2 separate regions of the Mus musculus genome follow, and region 1 is linked to region 2. Evidence: chromatin contacts called from public ChIA-PET data. All regions are on one chromosome and are shown on one strand. Each heading gives the region's core, a stretch centred on a gene start, on an enhancer-like site or on the middle of the called end of the contact. The rest is flanking DNA. Distances are from core to core; before and after follow the strand shown. Region 1 overlaps 4930480G23Rik (RIKEN cDNA 4930480G23 gene). Region 2 overlaps Wwp1 (WW domain containing E3 ubiquitin protein ligase 1).

The links. ChIA-PET counts read pairs in DNA pulled down with a chosen protein or histone mark.
Region 1: a contact with region 2 is called in an H3K27ac ChIA-PET map of liver, with 4 times the contacts expected there. The contact joins two enhancer-like sites. A contact is called at or near these places in 2 of 39 promoter capture datasets (the HPC-7 cell line and liver), 1 of 484 Hi-C or Micro-C datasets (bone marrow-derived macrophages), 3 of 115 datasets of contacts at active chromatin or transcription factors (bone marrow-derived macrophages, liver and regulatory T cells) and 2 of 9 other capture datasets (adipose tissue and liver).

Annotation. Positions count from the first base shown.
Region 1 is chr4:19,973,489-19,979,733 of GRCm38.p6, forward strand. It overlaps 4930480G23Rik (RIKEN cDNA 4930480G23 gene), which reads right to left. Exons shown (of 5, transcript NR_040768.1): 5 at 5,957-6,245. Among named protein-coding and RNA genes, the nearest start is that of 4930480G23Rik, 29 kb to the right of the region's middle. Within about 2 kb of position 3,378, at least 11 of the 459 cell types and tissues checked have an H3K27ac peak or open chromatin away from gene starts, as enhancers often do. A contact at or near this core is called in liver, where this site is marked.
Region 2 is chr4:19,677,800-19,684,705 of GRCm38.p6, forward strand. It overlaps Wwp1 (WW domain containing E3 ubiquitin protein ligase 1), which reads right to left. Exons shown (of 25, transcript NM_177327.5): 3 at 546-636. The coding sequence starts at 615. Among named protein-coding and RNA genes, the nearest start is that of Wwp1, 28 kb to the right of the region's middle. Within about 2 kb of position 3,417, at least 13 of the 459 cell types and tissues checked have an H3K27ac peak or open chromatin away from gene starts, as enhancers often do. A contact at or near this core is called in liver, where this site is marked.

The DNA of each region.
Region 1 (6,245 bases), core at 2,128-4,627, 300 kb after region 2:
TTGCTCAGCTGTACAACCATCCTAGTCTATTTTCTGGATGATTTAATAATTATTTATTCCCTGTTTCTCCATGATGTAGATCATTGTTTCTTAATCATCTCTCTTGGCATTTCTGGACAGGTAGTAATTTTTTGGTGTTCTTTCATTGGAGGATGTTTGTCTTGTACCTGGCCCTATGTCACCAGCAGCACTGACCAATGATTGAAAACAAAGAATATATGAACACATCTCTAAATGTCCTCAGAAGTGTGAAATCATCCCATGTGGGAAAACAACTGAGAAGGATTCATTTCCACCCCTGCCTCTACTCCTTCCATTCTTGCTTTCTATCTGTGGTATGTATTAGACTCAACACATAACATAGTTGAATATTAGACTCTGTTCATCATGTAACATGGGCAACTTCTTTGGAACTTGGGCTCTCCTTGAATCCCTCTTGGATAGATTTTATCATCCCAGGAGGCAAGCTGTTTCTTTGTCCTCACAAGGTATGAGAACAAGTCCTGGCAGTTGGCTCTTGCTTCTACAGCATCTATGAGCAGGGCAGTGACTGCTCTTTTCCAACCAGATACTAGCCTGCTAGATCTCCTTTATGATAGGAGAATCACATATGTTCTTTAGTGACCCCTTATTGGACAAGAGAAGCTCTTCCTGAGTTCCACTGAAACTTAGTTTGAATCTCTTCAAAGACCTCATTACATAGCCTTCCCTTCATCTCAACGTTTGGTCTTCTATACTGTGAATGAAATTTTATGAAAAGAAGCTGTTTTGGCAAAGACTGATTGGCTAACTAAAACTGTAGTGAGGTAACTCAGTCACAAAAGAACACATATGATATGTAGTCACTGATAAATAGATATTAGGAAAAAAATTTGGAATACCCAAGATACAACAGACCATATGAAGTTCAAGAAGAAGTATAGGGAGGGAGGGACCTGGGAGGAATAGAGGAGGGAAAGGGAAAAGGGGGATCAGGTGTGGAAGGAGATGGGAGAGAAGTAGAGAGGGTCAGGAAATTAAACTGAGTTGTGTAGCAATGGGGATTTGGATACTAGGAGTAGCCACTAGAATTTTCCAGATTCCAGGAAAGCAAGAGGCTTCCAGGACCCAGTGAGGGTGACATTAGCTGAAATGCCCAACAAAAGGGAGAGAGAACCTGTAGAGACCATATCCAGTGGATAGGCATGGTTACCAGTTGAGGAATGGGGCCACACACCCATCTCAAAAATATTAACCCAGAATTGTTCCTGTCTAAAGGAAATGCAGTGACAAAGAGTAAAGAAAAGGCTGAAGGAAAGGCCATCCAGAGACTGCCCCACCTGGGGATCCATCCCATATGCAGACATCAAATCCAGACACTATTGCTGATGCCAATAACACTCAGAGTATCTGGAGAGTCCTAACACCTGCTGTTTCCTTTCCAGAATCCCTGGGTCACTTTCTGAGTACTCCTTGGTCTTTCAGTAGATTCAGTATCATCTAAAGGACTTCTGTAGTCATAGCAACACTGAGGGACACTTGGTCCACAGTTCTGGTGTCTTATCTTTCCTTTGCATTATTGTCCCAAATGCAGAGGTGTTACATGCTTTCTGAAGTTCCTAATCCTGAATTGCTGCCCAGTATTCAAACACAAAACAAAACAACACCAACAACAAAGCTCAAAAAACAAAACAAAACCACCATCATCACCACCAACAACAAAAAACCCCCAAACAAGAAAACCAAACCAAAACTCAAACATCATTTGTCATATTGATCACCATTTGGCAATGCTCAGAATCACATTCACAAATAGTAAGTTGACACTGTGACCATATATTCATAAGCCTCTCTTTTTTACATCAGTTTATAAAAACACCAATAGACAATAAATTTACATTCTTGGATTCTCTAAAGTTTAAAGGTTTTAGTGTAAGTGTTCATAGATAGGTATAATAAACTCTATCTAAACTTGATTAGATATATATATTCTCTTTATAGTTTTCAAAACTAGTAATGGAAATTGCTGAGATTTATGTTAGTTTAAATACTTTTAAAAAACTATTTAAATTTAAAATGACTATTAAGACGTATGTCCCACACAAACTAATAGAAACCAATATTTGTAACCCTGTAGTAGTCCAGTTTTTGACACCTTACAAAAGTACTTGTTATGTTTCATGAATAAAATAGTTGAATCAAAATACTATTATAACCATGATAGATTGCCAGCTACATGATGCAAAGCTTATCATATTCATATAAGTTCATATTAATGTCCCATATCTCTAGATTTCCTTGTTTGGAAATCCCAATTGCAACACATATTACTTAAAATTTTAAATGCTGGCAAAGCTCCTCCCACCCTATAATATTCCCTGGAGGTGTCATCTTCCTTTGGTCAATCCAGGCAGTACTTACTGCTGTAGTTACTGCAGCAGATGTACCTACTGCTGGCCTCAGATATTCTGCTTAGGAGTCCCCTGAAGAGATATTTTACACTGGGCTTTCTCCATAGTCACAGTCCTATACTACTCATGTTGACACAGCTTGGCCAGCTCTAGCAGGAAGATGCCTCTTGACATACTCTGTAAGGTCGTTCTCACAGGGACTTCAGGCTTTAATTGACCTTTAAATACTTAGTGATATGAGCAATAAGCTTTTGAGAATGCAGACCTCAGTATTCAGGTATGATCACCTCCCCTGGGAAAGCCTGCATATCCTTGTTGGAATACTTGAATTCACAGTACTGAACAATTTAGATCGGCTCTGCTTAATTCCGTGAAAGTATTGGTTTCATAATGCCTCTGTTGGCAATCCTGTTAATAATCTCTCTTTTGACCAACTTTAATTTGATGTTCTACAAGTAGCATGCCATTGTTTCTTTGTTATAGCTTTTGCAAGCTTCTTAAAGGTAAGTGAATATAAAATGATATACAGTGAATTTTTGAAACATCGAAAAGACTCAGTTCCATTTTATGCGGTATAAATTTACAAAAAGGCTCTTTTGAAAGATGGTTTAAACTTCGGTGAAAGGACAGAAGTTAATTTTCATAACTTCTCTCCAGAGCTGACTGAAAGGGCAAGGCTGAGTAAACACATGCTGGAGTTGGTCTTTGGACATTTACACCACCAGGAAGTGTCTGAAAGGCCACAGCTGAATCAACAGACTGCAGCTGTCATGTTTGTCCCCAAAACTGTGCAAGACACTTTTCCTATTTCTAAAATATGACAGTAAATGACTTTCATGTAAGAGAAAAAGCTATCATTATGCTATTGTTGTTTGTTTGCTTGCTTTTTAGACAGGTTCTGAGTGTATAACCCAGCCTGTCTTCAAACAATCCTCCTTTCTTGGCATGCTGAGTGCCACTGTACCTGACAATAGTCATTTATGTCCTGAATAAGCTCTTTTAGTTTGATATTACAAAATAAAGTTCCAGAAAGTATGGCACAGTGCCTAGCACAGAGCTGATACTTTACAAATATTTGTAAAATAAATTAATGATCACTACCGTCATTTAATGTTTCATTTGTTGTGTGATCAGTAATTGAGAAACTTCAGTTTCTCTAAATTAGACTGCCAGCTTATAACACGCGTGGCAAATAAAGTTCTCAGTACCCTCCTTGGCACATAGTAGGTCTGCCCATGTACTTTAAGTGTAAAACTCTGGTTGAAATTTCAGCGGGCCTTGAGCTACATGACTCTCCTCTGCTCTGTTGTGCAGTGGTATTGAGCTGTACTGAAAATGGTTTCTAAAAACATTACATTGATTGAACATAGGCTCTGAAGGTTAGGAACTCATAATGTATATGATTTATAATGACTATAATGTAGTAACTTAAATAATGGGCCCATGTTATGAATAACTATTTCCAAGAAATTTTGGTATTTCCTTCTATCTGTTGTGATTAAAAAATGCTTGTTGATACCTTTGACGAAGTTTTAGGGCAATTTGTATCTCAACAGTTCCCCTAAATTCAACTATATGTATCTAACACCTTATAAAACATATGTATGTTCCTGTGTGAACTGTACTGAGGCGAATGAACTGTATATTAAGAGATATGGACATGACAGGTTACTCTTTAATCACTTCTTTAACTCCTCACTGAGCATAGGAATTTCCAGATCTCAGCTAAGTAGATTTCAGAAAACATAATTTTTATTTTTATGTTTAATTAATTTTTCAAAACAGAATTTCTTTCTGTAGCCCTAGCTGTCATGGAACTCACTTTGCAGACCAGATGGGCCTCAAACTCAGATTAACCGGCCTCTGCCTCTTGAGTGCCAGGATTAAAAGTATGCAACACCAGTGCCCTGCCTAACATTTACTTCTATTAAATATAAAATATTTGGGAAAATATATGATAAAATATATTGTTCAAAGTGCCATAGTATCCCTTTGGTCCACATTCATTCCTCCACAGTATTCTAATCCTATAGGCGTGGATTTTGCAGGTGAGGGAACTAAACTAGATTATAACATAGTTGAAAGTTCTCAAATTTAGTTTATTTTTAATATCTGGTGTAAAATAAGTTAATGATCACTACAGATGTTTAGTGTTTCATTTGTTGTATAATCAATAATTAAGAAGTTTGACTTACCCTAAATTAGACTGCCAATCTGTAACACACATGACAGATATATTTTTAAAATTCATATATCTAGCCTTATTCCACAGATATCTGAATGAGGCTGAAAATCTCCGTCTTTAACAAAACACCAGGTAAATTATTTTAATATTTGGTGATGATTGGGAAATATTATTATTAATATTATTTTTTTCTTTTCCATTTTTTATTAGGTATTTAGCTCATTTACATTTCCAATGCTATACCAAAAGTCCCCCATACCCACTCACCCCCACTCCCCTACCCACCCACTCCCCCTTTTTGACCCTGGCGTTCCCCTGTACTGGGGCATATAAAGTTTGCGTGTCCAATGGGCCTCTCTTTGCAGTGATGGCCGACTAAGCCATCTTTTGATACATATGCAGCTAGAGTCAAGAGCTCCGGGGTACTGGTTAGTTCATAATGTTGTTCCACCTATAGGGTTGCAGATCCCTTTAGCTCCTTGGGTACTTTCTCTAGCTCCTCCATTGGGAGCCCTGTGAATATTATTTTTTAAGTTAAAAAAAAGCTGGACAAATTCTCTTGAACTGATTAGAAATTATCTGGTCTTGCAAAATTTAGCTCAGATCTGAAACTCAATAGCAAGCTACAGAACTTCCATTGTTACCCATCCTGACAACGTTGAAAAGAAAGGCTTAGCTCCAGGACTAGAGAGATGGCTTAGCAGCTAAGAGTGTTTACTGTTCTTGCAGAGGATGCAGGTCTACTTCCCACTACTGACTTGGTGGTGCACAACTATCTATATTTTCTGTTCCACAGGACTAATGCCATCTTCTGGTCTCCAAAGGTGCTAGGCACAGAGATGGCACACAGTTGCGGGCAAGCATTTGTATATATAAAATAATAATAAAAAAAAACATTGAAACAAGAGTTAGTCTGATCCATGGGTCAGATCATGATGCTATGACTCCTAAATAGAAGAACAACAGAGGGGTACAAGTAAACAGGTCTAATATTATAATGTAAGAGCAGACTAGGAAGTGAACAGAATCCACAGTACAGAGGAAGTTGGTTTTAACAAACTTAACATGTAATCCACAGCTAGCTCTATCATCCTTTTATGTTCCAGATAGAAGAAAAAGGATGACACAGTTCTTTCAAATGTCTTAAATCTTTATTTGCATATAAAGGTTTTTTCCTTGAAATTTAACTACATTCAGATTTTTATCATGCACAACTCAGTAAATTTCAGAAACACAGACATTTGAATTTTGGTATGCATTTCTCTCCAATTAATATTGCTGAAAGCATAATGTTTTGTGTAGTGAGCACTACCAATGTGACATAGTGAATGGGCAAAGAATTTATTTTCACGACATACATAAACTATTCTTACAATGTGTGGCAAGTTAGAGTCACTTTTACTTAATGCCTTTCTAATGTCTTCATACCCAGATGCCCCTACTTTTGGGTCACCCTTTAATTCTGCTATCCTTATGGATAATTTCCAAGTCACTGTTGTTCTGTGGAGCATCAAGATGAATCATTTGTTAAAGCAGTCCACAAAGGAATTGCGCTTCATCAATCCTGACTTCCAAGTTGTCATTGCAACAAGTAAACTTACCTTATTTTGATATTTGGTTTCTTGATAAACTGATGGACATCATCAGCTCCTATCCTTCTTCCCCATGAC
Region 2 (6,906 bases), core at 2,167-4,666:
AATATGCAAAAATAAAGGAGTAATGGATTCTCTCAGTTTGCAGATAGACAACGGCCACACTACAGTGGAGGGACTTGGCATGATGTTATCTGATAATTAAAAAAAAAATGTTCAGTAGTGGAATGCTTGCTTAGCATGAGCAAGGCCCTGGCTTCAATCTCCAGGATCAAAAATGGGGTAAAAAGGACCCCAACCAACATCCCCATACCTAAGACAAGTTCTGGTTCCTCTAGATCTGTCTTCTGAAGTAGTATTTTTTTTTTTTTATTGTTCAAGTTATTGTGAAATCAAGATCATGGATTTTACAAAGTGATTTTTACTTCAAAAACATAGACTAAACAATGATAAAGTCAAGGCAAGGAAAAAAGAATAGACAGAATATGAAGGAAGGCAAGACACTAAATCCCAGTGCTGCCTAACGTTAGTCCAGCATTCTTGTATATGTCTCAAGAGCATCACTTATGAAATATATTTGCCTAATTATGCATGCAAAATCCAATTTCATCTAACCATCACAATGCTACATTATTATTAAAATCACTTACCCGTTACCTTTAACTGTAACCTTCCACTGTGGATATCACTAGTGTCAGATCTTGGTGAAGCAGTGGCCATGTCCCAAAATTCACCTTGACTCTATAAAAAAATGAAAAAAGATAACTCATTCATGAAACTTCAATTTTCAAGATAAGCAAAACTGGTCATTTAAATCAATGATAATTCACACCATCACAAGTTCTCAGTTGCCTTTCATTTGAAATTAAGACAGTATAGAAACACTATATAAGAGTGTGACCATTAACCATAGATGAGTCAATTTGAGCAACAACGCAAATGATAACACTAAGAATCCAGGATCATATGTTGACATAAAAAAGAATATATATATATAAATATGTTGATACTTATTATATATTTACATATTATTGAAACCTCCTGAGTATGTAGTCCTTTATTCTTTAATATTTCAGTGTGTATTTCCTAAGAATAAAAACATTCTCCTAATCCTGCTAAGAAAAATTTAAACTGTACATTTAACCAAGAATTGTTAAAAAAAAAAAAAAAAAAAAAAAAAAAAAAAGCTAACTACAGCTTTCTTCTACATACCAAATATCTCAAGGCTAAACCTTTAACCTATTAAACATAAAGTGTGATATTCTGGAAAATACTGAGAAATACTAACAACTATTAATGCTTATCTTGCTTTTAATACTTATCTTGCTTTCCTCATATTTTGTCTTTTCTGTGCTCCAATTAGATCCTTTCCCTAAATTTAGGGGTCAATATTCTAAAATCATCACACCCTTCTCGCTTGGTTGGATTTGCACATAATATGTGTTGGAATGCACTCATGCATGTGCAGACACACACACCAAGAAAAGAGTTACTAATCTATGATCAAAACCTCATTCAGTTCAATGTTCTTATTCTACAGATGAGAAAGCAGGCTTATGAATGACATCTACTTGAGAGCAATCAGCTGTTAAGATCATATAAGAAATTCAGTCCTACACCACACTTATATAATGATAGTCTTAAAAAAAACCAAACAAACAGATAATACGATAGTAAGAAAAGGATGGGCCGGACGATTCAGTGTATGAAGTGACTTGAGGACAAAGCTGACAACTTTAGTTCATTCTTAGTATCCCACAGGTCGTCTTCTAATTTCCACAAGTACAGCATGACATGTGCTGCTCCACCCCCACATAAATAAATAAAAGAAATGGAGAGTGTATAGACAAAGACATATTATCCTGATATGTAGGCTGATGGTGGCAGCATATGGTCAAAGAGACAAGAACTGGGCCTGCTACAAGGTGAAGGGAGCTCATTGTGAGGCCCTATACCAAAATTCCATGAGAACACTAGCAGCCCATTTATATAGACCCTCAGGAAAACATTCTCACTTAGCCACTGGGGCTACCCAAAATGAAGAGCAGCCTAATCTGAGCCTGTAAGTAAGTGAAGAGAAGACCTGGGCAGTGGTGGCACACACCTTTAATCCCAGCATTAGGGAGACAGAGGCAGGCAGATTTCTGAGTTTGAGGCCAGCCTGGTCTACAGAGTGAGTTCTAGGACAGCCAGTTCTACACAAGACCCTGACAAGAAGAGAGAGAGAGAGAGAGAGAGAGAGAGAGAGAGAAGAAGAAGAAGAAGAAGAAGAAGGAGGAGGAGGAGGAAGAGGAGGAGGAGGAGGAGGAGGAGGAGGAAGAGGAGGAGGGGGGAGGGAGGGAGGGAAGGAGGGAGGGAGGGAGGGAGGGAGGGAGGGAAGGAAGGAAGGAAGGAAGGAAGGAAGGAAGGAAGGAAGGAAGGAAGGAAGTCAAGAAAAATCCAATCCAATAGTTTCTGACTCTCAGGGACTTTCAAAATTACAACTGTATACTTTTACATTCTAATTTTATCAATGGACGATGAAATAAAGTATGGCCAATCAAGAAGAAACTAGAAAACGATTAATCTAAGTTTGGAAAAAAGATAAAAATTGATTTAAACAGATATTTTACTTTATAATACTTTCAGATTTATAAAAAAAATTGAAAAGATACAGTTCACATAGAGCCCACAGCCAACTTTATCCTGTTATTTATGCATTTACTTTTACTGTAAATGACAACTAAACTCTACATACATTTGGAGTGCAATGTGATTTGATAAAAAACATTTTATGTGTATGGTGGTTTTGCTTGCATGTATGTGTATGTATCAGATGAATGCAGTGCCCATGTAGGCTACACAAGAGTGTCAGGTTCCCTAGCACTCAATGAGAGATAGCTGTGAGCTGCCATATGGGTGCTGGGGACTAAAACTAGATCCTGTCGAAAAGCAGCCAGTGCTCCTAACCAATGAGCCATCCATCCAGCCCCAAAATGATGTTTTAATAGATGTCTACATTGTGAAATATTATACCAGAGTAAGCATATCTATTGCTTCAATTTTTTATTTTTTTTTTTATTTTTGGTGAAACATTCAAAATCTTCTAGCTTTTTAATACTTTATAGCTATCTATAGTCATTTACAGATGTTTAACCTACTTATCCTAAATATAACTTAGTGTACACCAATTAACCTTGTTCTATCACACACACCCATTGCCAAATGAGTTAATCAATATCAAAGCAATTATTAACTAAAACTTCCACCTCTCCTTAGTTTTCACCTTTTCTAAACAGGAACCATAAAACGTGAGCTCCATACAGAAAGATCACATCAAACTCAGAGATCCATTTACCTCTGTCTTCTGAGTGCTGGGATTAAATACATTAAATTATAGGCCAGGATTCTATAAGTACTGCCCATAGCATCAATGAAGTCTTTAAGTGAGAGAGTAAGTTGATACTGCTTATGATGTACAGGACAAAGACAGGGACAAGTGATTGTTCTTTTGGCCATGACTGAATTCAAGATAAGGATTAAACAAATAAAAATGGACAGGCAATCCTGCCAAAAACAGCTTTGATAAGTCTCAAACCTAGAAGAGGCAATACTCTCAAAACTCTGAAGGCAAATATGAGTATTACAGAAACAACAGATACATGGACTGCTGCAATGACTGAGGCACTCAATACTAAGATACTGAGGTTGATTCCAGGAAAAGCACTGTGCAGGTGTCTCCTGAAGCAAGAGCAAGTGTGGGCCACTAAAATGCCTATGGCAGATGGCACAATCAGTTTTGGTACTCCAAAGACAGTAACCCATGAGATCATTACAAGGATGGTAACATTTCAGGGTATTTTATAGTGACAGGCACTCTTACCACACAATTGTGCTTAATACAGGATGCCAGACACTCACTGCTACCAAAGGCCAACCTGGAACAGTAGCTTCTGAGTTCACTCTCTTACCAAATATTATTAAGGACATGGACACTCATAGGAGCAAGCAAAGCAAACACAAGCTTTGTTAAAAGATATTAAAGTAAATTTAAATGAAAGTTAAAAGGAAGTCCCAAAAGTGGAAGAGATGCCAAGAGAGGAAACGTTGAATTATTTTGTCTTGTGATTTTTCTAGAACTGTGGTAAAAACTGGGGAAGAGATGAGATAATCACTATGAGATTGGTTAGTCCACTGGGCTATCACAGGCTTGAGCCACTGGGGGCCCATTTGCTCTAGGCATGTCCTGTCTCAACCAAAGAGATTATCCATAATCTGTTTACATGAAGTTCACCAGTGACAGGTAGTTGAAGCCCCCAATCCTGCTTTGTCCATCTCTGACTTCAGCTTTAAAAGTTGTGGGCCTTAACTGTCTGCTAGTTAGTAATTACTGGCTAGTGTTGCTACCTCCAATCCTGTAGGTGTCTCAGTGCTGTTAATCACACTAAGCTCTTTTTGTTCCTCACAGCCATCAGAGAACAGCTACAGATGTTCTTATTAACTCCTGATTTATAAATCAGTTCTGGGTCTCTTTCCTGACATAAGTAGAGGCTTTCTTAGAAACTATTTTTACTTAGTCTGTTATAATTGCCTACATTAGAAGTAAGAATGTGTAAAACAGCAATAGTTCCCAGCGTACATTCTCAGGAGTGAGGACAAGATTCACAAAAGATAGCCTGCCAGTCCACCAATACTGGTCCGTCTATCTGTTGCCAGTCCACCAATACTGGCCTGTCTATCTGTTTTGCTCTTATGTCTCCTAAGCTATCTCATACTCAGTTGTAAGCACTTTGTTCCTCATCCCTTATAGTTCTGATTAAGCTGTTTTAACACTAACCTTCCTCCCTTTTAACCTCAGCTCTGTTTGTCATTGCAAGACCTATGAGTTACTTGAAGTTTTCACAATGGGCCCTTTTCTCTTACTACCTACAAAAACCCAGCTCCTGAATCAGAAATAGACATCCCTTTCAAAACCTCAAATGTGAAGCTTCCGATTACCCCTAAGTAAAATGACTCCTGCTGACACCTCCCAATCCAGCCCCGCAACTTTGTATTGTGAAAGACAACACCTGATGACTAAGTGGAAAGTAAGAAGCAGAAGAGCAACTGTGGAGCGAGCAAGAGAACGAAGCTACTTCTTCTGTTTTAGAATTCTGTTCACTGAATAAACCATAATAGTAATTTTTCAAATGAAAAAAAAACATGAATGCAAAGATATTACACATAAAAGTTTGTGGACTACCAAAACAAAAAAGTTACACTTACAGATAAGTACATATAGCATTCTCAAGTGACCTAGGAAAAGGAATTTGAAGTCCTGAGTTAATTACACACAATTAATGTGAAGAAAACAAAAAGAGATGATACTGAACTAGAAAAATAGCAATAAAAGTATCAATAAAGACAAAAGCTATTTCTTAGCAAACAAACCTGCTACCTAGCTGTTTCCTCTGAACTGAACTACTGGAGGGAAGAGAGAGGCCCATTTAGATCCCCAAAGCTAAGAAAAATTGGGCTTAGAAAATAATGCTCAAAACTTCAGGTATTTTTAAGATTCGCAAGGTCCCTCCCCAAGATTATGCCATCAGTAATCGATTGCTGAGGAGAAGGACTGCCTAAGAATTGGTCAGGGAGCTAGCTCTAGGAATGCAGCTTTTATAAGTTGTCACCTATGCTGCGGTAATGCAACTACATAGATTTTCATGTTCTTCAACCATGCTCTTAAAAATAACTCCAGTGAACCATTGGCTCACCAAGCTGGATTTGGATGCAACTGTTTCTTTGGTCTGTTGTCAGTACTCTGCCTAGAAAGAATGAATATTCATTCACATCTCCCAAGAAAACTAACAAAACAATAAGAAATGAATAGCTTGCAAGACTAATGAAGAAAGAGAGCCCTAAAACAGAACAACGCCCATAAAAACATACCAATGTACCAGATGTAGTAATACATCACTGAAAGAAGTTTGAAGGGCCCAAAATTGGAGTTCTGAGGGTTAGGAGATTAAAGTCAAGGGTAAGAAACCAAGTGGTGGGCAATCAAGACTGACCAAGGCTGACTGGACAGCCCCAGCTAGCACCAAAGAATAAAACCAGGTTATATTGAAAATGGTATGAAAAGCTGTAGGAGAATTTTAATTCAGCAACATGGCTGCTCTGGCAAAGGATCATATCCAAAGACCTTCTAAGTCTCTGAGATCAAGCTGGAATGGCACAGCTTTAATACCTCTGGTTGGAATATAGACATTCACTTAGTACATACCTTTAATTCCAAACAATGAAGGGAAAGTTAGTTTGTAGAAGGAAGCAGCCATGTTTGAAAGTGATGTCTTATTGAGGGGCAGACAAAGTGATGAGTCAGAGAAAGATCTGATAGAATGAGTCAGAAACAGGCTATGTCCAATTTTCATGAGAGCAGACAGGAAAGATAGGTTAATTAAGAGAGCAGTACAGAGAGAGAAAAAGAAAAAAGAGACAGAAACAGAGAAACATATAAAGACAGACAGAGAGAGAGAGAAAGAGAAGAAAAGGAAGAGAAAGAGAAAGAGAGAAAGAGAAAGAGAAAGAGAAAGAGAAAGAAGAAGAAAAAGAAAAAGAAAAAGAAAAAGAAAAAGAAAAAGAAAAAGAAAAAGAAAAAGAAAAAGAAAAAAAGAAAAAGAGCCAGTTTTACCAGAACAGGTTGTAGCTGAAGACAGATGAGCCAAAGAATGAGAAGCCAAGAGATTAGGACAGATTACAGTTAGTTTGAAGCTATGCTGAACAATTCAGTCAAAAGCTGAAAGAAGCCAGTTAAAATCAGTCAGCTTGGAGAGGAGTTTGGGCCAGAACAGCAGAATTGAACCAGCCAGCCAAAGTTCAGAAAGAACTAGAAACTGTGAGCTTATTCAATAGTAAGCCTCCTAGAAGACAATTATATCTGGCTAAATAAATAAATAAATAAATAAATAAATAAATAAAGCAAGCCTTACAAAAGCCCAGAGTTTAAGAAGAGCAGAGCACAGCCTACAGCCCACAATGATGGACATGATGACC